Regions from separate parts of the Mus musculus genome. Here region 1 is linked to region 2. A link is a contact called in public promoter capture Hi-C data. All regions are on one chromosome and are shown on one strand. The core of a region is the stretch at or near the end of the contact, and the rest is flanking DNA. Distances in the headings are between cores, read along the strand shown. Region 1 holds the start of Fkbp11 (FK506 binding protein 11). Region 2 has its middle 9.2 kb from the start of Snora34.

What was found. Promoter capture Hi-C pulls out the DNA fragments that hold promoters and counts their contacts.
Region 1: a promoter capture Hi-C map of the 3T3-L1 cell line shows a contact between it and region 2, with 3 times the contacts expected there. The contact joins the promoter of Fkbp11 here to the enhancer-like site in region 2. A contact is called at or near these places in 2 of 39 promoter capture datasets (the 3T3-L1 cell line and embryonic stem cells), 2 of 115 datasets of contacts at active chromatin or transcription factors (T-cell acute lymphoblastic leukemia and extraembryonic endoderm stem cells) and 1 of 9 other capture datasets (liver).

The regions. Positions count from the first base shown.
Region 1 is chr15:98,725,508-98,730,483 of GRCm38.p6, forward strand. Fkbp11 (FK506 binding protein 11) reads right to left here and starts at 2,691. Exons shown (of 6, transcript NM_024169.4): 1 at 2,450-2,691; 2 at 2,176-2,241; 3 at 1,704-1,791; 4 at 1,393-1,426; 5 at 977-1,047. The coding sequence starts at 2,578.
Region 2 is chr15:98,507,859-98,513,497 of GRCm38.p6, forward strand. No RefSeq gene overlaps it. Among named protein-coding and RNA genes, the nearest start is that of Snora34, 9.2 kb to the right of the region's middle. Within about 2 kb of position 2,778, at least 97 of the 459 cell types and tissues checked have an H3K27ac peak or open chromatin away from gene starts, as enhancers often do. A contact at or near this core is called in T-cell acute lymphoblastic leukemia and liver, where this site is marked.

The DNA.
Region 1 (4,976 bases), core at 1,441-3,940, 220 kb after region 2:
GGAAGGGCAGGATTTTTCTGAGAGTTCTGTTCTGTTTTACTCTTGACACAGGGTCTCTCGAGTCAGTGGCCCTGGCTGTCCTGAGACTCACTATGTAGACCAGGCTGGCCTTGAACTCACAGAGATGGACCAGCCTCTGCCTCCCAGGTGCACCACCACTCCTGACTTAGTTTTGTTTTGGAGGTTTTTTTGGTTTTTTTGTTTGTTTGTTTTTGTTTTTTGTTTTTTGAGACAGGGTTTCTCTATATAGTCCTGGCTGTCCTGGAACTCACTCTGTAGACCAGGCTGGCCTCGAACTCAGAAATCCACCTGCCTCTGCCTCCCAAGTGCTGGGATTAAAGGCATGCGCCACCACCACTGCCCGGCCTCACTCCCAACTTGTTAAGAGAGACTTTGTGGGGCTGGCGAGATGGCTCAGCAGGTAAGAGCACTGACTGTTCTTCTAAAGGTCCTGAGTTCAAATGCCAGCAACCACATGGTGGCTCACAACCACCCATAATGAGATCTGATACCCTCTTCTGGTGCTTCTGAAGACAGCTACAGTGTACTTATATTCATAATATATATGTATAATAATAAATAAATTAAAAAAAAAAACAGAAAGACTTTGCTTGGTCCTCCCTACTCTCTTCCAGGGCCCCCTACAGGCAACACTGGTGTAAGAATCTCGTGTGAAGGTGAATTCTAGGAGTCAAGGTCAAGTAGCCAGCTATACTTTGGTGCTCTGGGATAAGTAGTGTAGGCAGCAGGACCCACGTGGCTCAAGCCGGTGCCAAAAAGTCACCAGCTGTCTACAGCCAGGTCAGGTGGCCTTCACAGGTGCTTTATAGCCTCTCCTGGAGAAAAAGTGGCCTTGAAGGAGGAGCCCCAGCTCAATTCTTTCCTGAGATTTGATCTGGACTTTTTCAAGCTCGAGACAGAGCAGAGGTTCTTGGGACTGTGTGTGACAGGCAGGAGAAAGGCCTGGTTAGGTTACCTGGGATAGATGGCGGGTACCCTCGCTTTCCATAAGCCAGGTGAGAAGGAATGACTGCTCTTCGCTTCTCTCTGAGGGAAGGAACAGGGATTGCAGGCAGGAGGGGGGTGAGCTGGCAGCCTCAGCCCATCTGAAGTGCCTTACCCCCCTCCTCAGATAGCGACACCAAAATATGAAATTCTCCACCTGACAGGTGGATCAGCAAAGTCACCAATCTCCCCACAGCACTCAGCCTCCCCCAACAAAACTGACAGCTGGAGAGATGCCCTGGGGGGGGGGTTCCCATTAACCTGCACCTCTCCAGTATGAAGTCAGGGGCCCTTTACTCTACAACGTCCTGCCACTGGAGAAGGGATGACAGAGAAACCTTCTACCCGGAAAAAGGAGCAGTCAGGCCCCGGCCTTCAGATACTCACCCCACACACATGTCCAAAAGGCTCTGCTCCAGACCTTGAGGAAGAAGGCAAAACTGAACTAGAAGCTACATATCTTCCCCACAGTACCCAAGAGGAAAATCAAAGGCTCCCCGTCATCAAATGAGCTTAGCTCCACTTCTCAGACTCTCTGCCGCAGTGATGTGTGGGGCAAGAAGAGTGTTAGAAGTGGAGTCTGAGGTAGCGGGAGAGCCTTGGGATCCTTTTCATTCTAGCGGCTGTTCCAGAGCAATACAGCCGGCAAGCAAGCAAGGGCTTAGGCTAGGGAGAGGTCAGAGGCACGGGGCACATACCTGGAATCACCTGCTTTTGGCCGAGTTCTATGACCAGAGGATCTCTGGTCAGAGAAGTGTCAATAATGCGTCCATCTACCAAACTGCCCTGAAGACAAAAAAAAATGGTGGGTCTAAACCCACCATTCTTCCCACAATTTGGGACCACCCGGAAGGAAGCAACCCCTTTAACAAACTTGTGTCCTGTCCCCATCTCCTTCCACCCACCACCACCATGGGCAAGAAGGAACAGGAAGCCCCACGGGGCTGGCGCTTCTTGGAGCTCTCTCTATCCTTCTTTTCTCAGCGCTGGAGAGGAATCGGCAGAAAACAAGGAAGAAAGAGAAGCAGGCGAGAGGACGCCCCCACGTGCGGGCTGATCCTAGGACTCAAGTTCTCTAGGATAGCTTGCCACGTGTCCAAGCCAAAGCTGACGTGTTTCAGCCGGGCGCCGCCCCTCCCAGGCCACGCCCCGGACCCCCAAGCCCCTCACCGTGTAGTGTATGTGGAGCGTGTCTCCAATGGCAGCAGATTCCGTGCACGATTCAGGGGGCTGCACCTACGATCAGACTACAAGGGTCAAGGCTGCTCCTCCTAAGCTCCTCTGGAGACCCAGCACCTTTTCCCCCAACTCAGTTCCTTCGCTTCTTTCCTCTTCACTCTCACAGGACCATTTAGAGTCCCAGGCTTCCCCGCGATCCCTGGCCGTAAAGGGGAACGGCGGGACATGGGGTGGGGGGAGGGGAGTGGCACCACAGTCTCCTCACCAGGGTCTCCACTTGGAGGGTCCGGACAGGACTTTCGGTTTCTGGCCCAGCCTCAGCCCGGCACACCGCCCCACTGAACAGTAGCAGCAGTAACAGCTGGAGTGGTAGGAGCAAAGGGCTCAGGGTCATGATTGGACCGGGTCAGAGCACCAGGATACCAGGGCAGGCTGTTCGGGTGCACGCGACCAGGACGGGTTCCCTCACTCCAGGCCAGACTGGTATGGGCGGGTTTTCAAGGCGCTAGCTCCTCCTCCTCCTCCTCTTGCAGCCCTCCCTCCACTTTGTCCCCACCTCCTAGAGGGGAAGAGACTGCAGAATTCCCTAACCTGTGATGGAGGTCGCGGATGGTGACCCATCTAACAGTCTTTCTGACCCATGACGACGGCTGGATCATGTAATAGCACATATTTGCCATTACCAACTGTAAAGAGGGGCGTTCGTTTGTCTCTAACCTGCGAATGGCCAGGAAAGGGAGGCACACACTTGTCCCCATTTCATAGCTAGGGCACTTGCCCAAGGTTAACATGGCAACTGGTGACAGTACTCAAGCACAGGGCTAGCATTTGTGCTCTGCTCGGTCTTCTAAGATCTGTCCCTTTCCACTAAGCCCAGAGGCAGGTGTCCAAGTCGGCTGACCCTTCACACTCCTGTTCATTCTGCTCTCGGGTATGTCCAGAAAGAGCTGGCGGCTTCTCCAGCCTCCTGTCTTGGGAAGCATTACGGGGCATCTTCCTGTAAAAAGTGATCCATCACAGATCTTCTCCTACCAGCAATGGCGTTTCCTTCCTGTTTTCCACAAATCCTTTTCACAACAGCAGCACGGACACCAGTCTTGTGTTTATGCAAGGACTTCAGTTTTTAAAGGGGGCTCAAGTAATTTTAGGCAGCCTTACCAGTTTCGAATTTCATGGTCTGAACACTCACTGACAACCTAAGCTGTGGTACCCAGCTCCTGGTCACTCACTCAAAGGCTGTCTGGCATGGTGTCCTTCCATACCATATTTATTCTCAGGCTGTTTCTTGGTTCGTTGTCTTCTTTAGCATTGATACCGGTTGTAAACACAATTCCACCTGTGTGTCTGGCCAGCAGCTCAGACTACACACACACACACCCAACACACACTTCCTCTTATTTGGAAGAACCTGACCTCCCTGACCTGGCTGTCTTGGTGGTTCTCCTGTACCGACATTCTGAGATTTCTTCCATCTCTAATACCCAACCAGTTTCCTTTGGGATTTCCTCTTCCAGCCCCATTAGCGAGTGCCTCCATATATAATGCTATCATTCTAATTAAGCTCTCATGTTCTCTGGGGGTGGCTTTGTGGTATTGGGGATCCAGTCCAGGCAGGGCTCTGCTCATACCTGGCAAGCGCCTTAGTTAACACCCCTAACCCAGGAATTATTTTTTAAATGCTCATTGTCAGAGGCTGGATAGATGGCTCAGTGCTTAAGAGAGTTTGCTGCTCTTCCAAAGACCAATTCCCTGCACACACATCAGATGGCTCAAAAAGTCTGTAACTCTAGCTCCAAGGACTCCAATGCCCTCGTCTAGTGTCCATATACACAATAAAAATAAATCTTAAAAAAAAAAAAGCAAAACCCTGCCTTCCAGATGTTGTGGTACACACCTTTAATTCCAACACTCAGGGGGCAGAGGCAGACAAATTCCTGAGTTTCAGGCCATGTAGGACTACACAGTCAAACTCTCTTTAAAGAAGCAACAAAAACAAAACACTGGAACCTGAATTGGTACAGTGGGATAGGGTGGTGCACACCTTGAACCCCAGCATGGCTACATAAAACCCCCCTCAAATACTAACTGAAGCCACAGGCGGCAGGAATTCCTGGGGTTGGTAGCATGCTGTGTCTTGAGGATATGGGGTTTTATAGATGCACTTTAAACCCGTCAAATGTGTGCCTAACTTCTGTGCATGTGGCTAGGGAGGTAGCTCAGTGAGAGAATGCTTGTTTTGTTTTGGTTGGTTGGTTTTGTCTTTTCCACACTAGGTTTCTTTGTGTAAACCTGGCTGGCTTGGACCTTGCTCTATAGACCAGGCTGTCCTGGAACGCAGAGATTTGTCTGCCTCTGCTTCCTGAGTGCTGGGATTAAAGATGTGTGCCACTTTCTACCAGGCGCTTTATTCCTAGAGTATAATTCCCAAGCACCAAAAATAAATGAATAAAAATATAATATAAAAAATGTGCACCTCACCATATGAATATATATTTGAGCAAATACAAAACTACACTTCAAAATCTCTCTGGGAAACTAGAAAGTTGTGGCTAACAGACATAGACACAAGTATTGAAAGCACTGTTTTAGGCTCCTGAAAGGGTACCAACATAGTCAGGAAGCCGGTCGTTTCATGCTCCACTGTCAGCAGTGGGCCCCCTCCCTTCCTGTACCCGGAGAGTACATGAGAAGTTAAGATGAGTTATGCTCTAGCAATCAGCTGATCACAAGGAGGGAGGGAACGCAGGTCCTTCTTGGATTTGAACCACAAAGATGGAAGCCTAAGTAAGAAG
Region 2 (5,639 bases), core at 1,528-4,027:
CTGCCTCTTGCTGGCTGCTACAGGCAGGAGACCTGCCCCACCTCTCACCTAGGCAAAGCAGGAGAGCTGACCTTTGTGGCACAGGGGCAGGAGAGCTGATGGGCAGAGCAACTCAGCTTCTAACTACACCCAGATCCAGGGTTTTGAGTTGACCACCCCAACATATACCCCATCTATGAACTGCTGGAGCGTGAGACGGGGCTGGTCCTGAAGACCCAACACTACAGGACCACGGTGACACAGGGCAACACCAAGATAACTGGACTGGCTGGTTTTGTGTGTCAACTTGACACCAGAGGGAATTATCACAGAGAAAGGAGCCTTGAGGAAATGTCTCCATGAGGCATTTTCTCAATTAGTGATCAAGGGAGAAGGGCCCAGCCCATTGTGGGTGTTGCTATTCCTGGGCTTGGGTTCTATAAGAAAGCAAGTTGCATAACCCAGGGGAAGCAAGCCAGTAAGCAGCATTCCTCCATGGCTTCTACATCCATTCCCGCCTGTGTGAGTTCCTGTGCTGACTTCCTTTGGTGATGAACAGCACTGTGGAAGTGTAAGCTGAATAAACCCTTTCCTCCCCCACTTGCTTCTTAGTCATAATGTTTTGTGCAGGGATAGTAATCCTAAGACAAATTGGTACCAACCTGACCATTCCTGTGACAACCTGACCATGTTTGGGGGAGGACTGTAGGAAGACTTTGGAAGTTTGGGTTAGAAGAGCCATTGGGATGTTAAGAGCTCTGTGGGATGTTGTGTAGGAGCTTGGGAGATGATGTTGAGAACAGTGCAAATGATGGAGGCCTGGCTTGTGACATTTCAGAGGGAAGATTAAAGGCTCTTATCAGGGCTATTGCTATTTTGATTGTGAAGATTCTGTGGTTTTGTTAGCTGGGGCTGAAGAATCAGCTGTGATTAACAAAATACTAGAACTACTAAAGCAAAAACTTTGCATTACTGGGACTATTGATGCTGGTTAGCTGGAGCTAAGAAATTAGCGGTGATTAAGAAGAGACCAGCATCATTGAGGTGAAATCTTCTGGGAAGTGTTTTCTGAGAGCACAGAGACTGTGTTCCAGAGATAGACAAGATTTTACCTTGTGCTGTGGCTGGACTTGGTAATGTGTAAGAGTCACCCAAGTGGTACTGGTTTTGAAGGCATGAAGGGGTTATGCAGAGCAGCTGAGGCTCGGCACTGTGAGAGGCCACGGAAGGCCATTGGTGAGGGTGTAGCCTCAGTTGCAATTGATGGCCCAGGACTTGAAGGGGTCACACAAGGGAGTTGATGTTTGGCACCATAAAGAGAGCTTATGAGAGGCCATTGGTGAAGCCCAGTTGCAGCAGAAGACAGCAGTGTTTTGGAGATGCCAGTACCATGAGATGACCACCAAGAGCAGCAACAGCAGTGGAGTGCAGGCAGCTGGAACCTAGAAGACAAGGTTTAGCTCAAAGGGCAAAGCTAGAAAGTGATTCAAGCCCTTGGAGGAGTCCCCTCCAAGAGCACTGGATATTGTTTGTTTGTTTGTTTGTTTGTTTGTTTGTTTTGAGACAGGGTTTCCTCTGTGTAGCCATGCCTGTGCTGGAATTCTGCAGACCAGGCTGGCCTCACACTCAGAGATCTGCCTGCCTCTGCCTCCTGAGCGCTGGGATTAAAGGCATGTGCCACCATGAGCCTTAATGGCAACTTGGTTTCAGTTCCCAGAACCCACGTGGCAACTCACAACCATTTATAACTCCAGTTCCAGAAGATCAGAAGCCCTCTGCTGGCCTCTGAGTGCATTAGGCACATATGCACTACACATGCACACATGCACACAAAACATCCATACACATAAACTTTAAAAAAATGTTTTTTTAAAGAAAAAATGTAAAGCAAGCTTCTAGACTCTTTTTTGTAAACATTCAGTCTTGCATTTCACTTTGGAAAGTGGCCTCTGTTATCAGCAGACTCATATGAAGTGAATATGAAAAGACACTCCCATTTAATCCCCCGGAACATACTTCTAACATTTCATAAAGCACTGTTAGAAGCTGACGGTATGGCAGAGCAGTGGTGGTGCACGCCTTTAATCCCAGCACTTGGGAGACAGAGGCAGGAGAATTTCTGAGTTCGAGGCCAGCCTGTTCTACAGAGGAAGTTCCAGGACAGCCAGGGCTACACAGAGAAACCCTGTCTTGGAGGAGGAGGAGGAGGAGGAGGAGGAGGAGGAGGAGGAGGAGGAACTAGAATGATGATAGAATAGATAGATAGATAGATAGATAGATAGATAGTAGTTAGACAGATGGTAGGGATAGATGGATATTATTGATAGATAAATAGATGATAGATAACAGAAATGTGTAATTATATAGATATCGGTATAATGATACAAAGTGACCACCTTGGGCCTTTCCCAGGACACCAAATCCCCACCCCCCCGTCTCCAAACCACAGAAAATAGTAGGGCTACATAAATATTCCTGGGGTAATGCTACATAAATATTCCTAGGATAACATGATACAACAAATGTCCATCGCTGATCTTCCAAGGTGAAAACGAATTGCTCTTGATGCACTGCGTAAGGGCACTGACCCAAAGTCAAAGACAGTTCTCACACACACACACACACACACACACACCACACACACACACACACACACACACACCACACACACACACACACACACACACACACACACACACACACACACACACACACACACATTCACATGCCCCCACTCCACATGACAGACTCTGCGATACAGGCTTTCTCCAAATGCCGCGAAGACCACACGGGGGCGCTGTCGGGCTGTGTTTTGCCCATAGTTCATCAACTTATCTCCCAAGCAACCAAGCCTTTGGTGGGCAGGGGTGGTTCAAGACCCGAAATGTAGACACATTTACAAAGAGGTGTGTCGGAGCAGCCAGCCTCGGTCCCACGCAGCATCAGTACCTGCAATGCAAGCAGCGGCAGGTCTGGGGATTGAGGGAGCACGCCACTGCACGGTCCACAGAAGCCAACTGTTTCCAGCCCCTGCTGACCCCATGTGTTGTGCTGAACATCCACCATGGTCCCTAGAGGAACTGTTTACAATGGGAAGCCTGGCGCACTCTTAACTCTCAGACTATCCGCATTGTAGAGTTGTGTTTATTAACCGTCTCTGACGTTTCACCAGCATCGGCTCCATAATAAAAGGCGTCCCAGTGGTCACCTGGATCATTAGCAAGTGTTATCCCCGATTCTGTGGTCCCAGGACCTGTAAGCTTTGCTTTCAAGAATAGGTTATAATGGAGGCTAATTTTTTCTGCCTCCTACGCAGTCAGCAGGACACTTCACTATCTGCCTTGTCCCAGAGACTCAGTAACCAGATCCAGAGTAACTCCCCTGGGCTTTCTCTTGCTTTCCAAGTTCCTGCAAAGCCATTATAGTACAGGGAATATAAGCACATTTATCCTGTGGCTGTTCTCTGCTCCCGCACTGGACACCTTTGGCCCAGGCGCTACTTTCCTATTTCCCTAGCCTGGAATACAGCATCGCGTGGGACTTGCCCAGAGTCTGTTTTATTTTTTATTTAAAATAAAGAGGGGGGGGTGTTAATGAATTCATTCTCTAAAGCACAAGCAGACGCTTTTCATTTCTCTCTCAGTTCCCATTTTGTGCACTTCCGCTTCTCAGCACATTGTCTTGAGAACGCGGATTCTGTACTTCCGTGGGTGGGCTCGCATTGCTTTCTTCCCCGGCGTTAGGGATAGATAGTCCCATGGCACATGTGTGCTCTGCCTCTGAGCTACAGGCACAGGCAGTCCTTGAGTTATGAACACGCTTCCAACATCCTTACTTTGTGATTGTTTACCACAAATGGAAATTTAAGTGAGGCTTCCTGGCCTTAGAGGAGGTGAAAGATTTTTCTGTTTGTTTAGGTTTTTTTTTTTTTTTTTGCTTTTGCTTTTGAAACGGTTTCTCTGTGTAGCCCTGGCTGTCCTGGAACTTGCTCTGTAGAATAGATTTGCCTCGAACTCAGAGACCTGCCTACCTCTGCCTCCTGATGACAGGACTAAACGTGCCGTGATAAAAGGAATTTAGTCCACTCATAGAACAATCTGACTATTAACTGACAGGATTAGATTCTCTTTTTTAAGACCTATTTATTTATTTATTATGTATACAATGTTCCGCCTACATGTATGCTTGCAAGCCAGAAGAGAGCAAAAGATCACATTACAGATAGTTGTGAGCCACCCTGTGGTTGCTGGGAAACTGGGCACCTCTGGAAAAGCAGCCAGTGCTCTTAACCACTGAGCCATCTCTCCAGCTCCAGAATTAGATTCTTATTCAAAATTTAATCTAATTACTCTCTTCTCCCTATATAAATCCACCAGTGTCGAGTTTACGCACATATTACTATAGATGCTAATTCTGAATCTATAAAATAAAAATATTATGGTTGGTTTTAATGTCAACTTGTCGCAGATTAGAATCACCGAATACGGAGCCTCGCCTGAAGACATGTTCTGAAGAAGTTGATCTGACTGGTGTGGGAAGGCCCTCCCCTGATTGTGGGTGGGCCTGGTAGCAGCTCCGATAAAAAGGTTGTTTTGGTAGGACGTTATCTCCCCTTTGTTCCTTCTGGCCTTCCCTCTCGCCATGAGTTTGTTTGCCTGGGATACGGATGATTCTCTCTGATGTCAGAATCAGTATTTATAAGTTGTCATCAAGACTAGGTACCAACAGCTCCCCAGGAACCTTCTGGACCTCTGTGTGCCAGACCAGTACTAAGCCACCCTGCCTTGGGGATGGAGCAAATATCAGCTGTTGAACTGCCCCACCCACCCACCCACCCCCACCCACCCACCCACCCCCACCACCCTCGAGAGACCATTCCTGAGGGACTAATGGGAGGCATTCAGCCATAAGGACCAAGTACTCAGGTAAGTCTCCGCTCTCTGCAATTCTGCTGTTGTTACTGTTTAAAGCCGGGAGGGCAATGTGCAAAAAGGATGACGCACAAGTGACTTAGTCACGTTTGTGAAATGTGAATAGTTCAGGAGAGACACGGCTAGAGACAGATGGTGTGGTCACTGTCACGCACAGCAAAAGTCACCCTCCGCATTCCGTCGGCAGGCTTGGCAAGAAGTACAGGGCACGGGGCCCAGCTGCTCTGTTCAGGTTCCTGGAATTCTCTCAGTGTTAAAAAAAAAAATGTAGATGGAAATTTTGAAGACATAGCCATAACAGAAAGTCCGTTGTGAAAGAGGAATGGAAACCTAGATTTCTCACCAAGAGGAAACAGAGCTGCAGTTCGTGCCAGGGCTCGAGAGGCCAAGGCAAGAAGACAAATGTAGGCTTAGGGGTCACCCGGGGCCACATGACAAGCCCCAGACCAGCAGGGTTACACAGCAAGATCGGGTCTCAAAAACAGCGACAGCTGCAGACCTCTGCATTCCTAACGCTGTGACCCTTTAATACACTTCCTTAGGCGTCCTTCTGTGTAGTGAGTCCTAAACATAAAATTATTTTGTTGCTACTTCATAACTAGTTTTGCTACTGTTATGAATCTGATGTAATGTAACATCTGATAATAACAATGTAAATATCCGGTATGCAGGCTGTCTGATATCTGATATTTAGCCCCTGTGAAAGGATTGCTTGGCCCACCCCCAAGG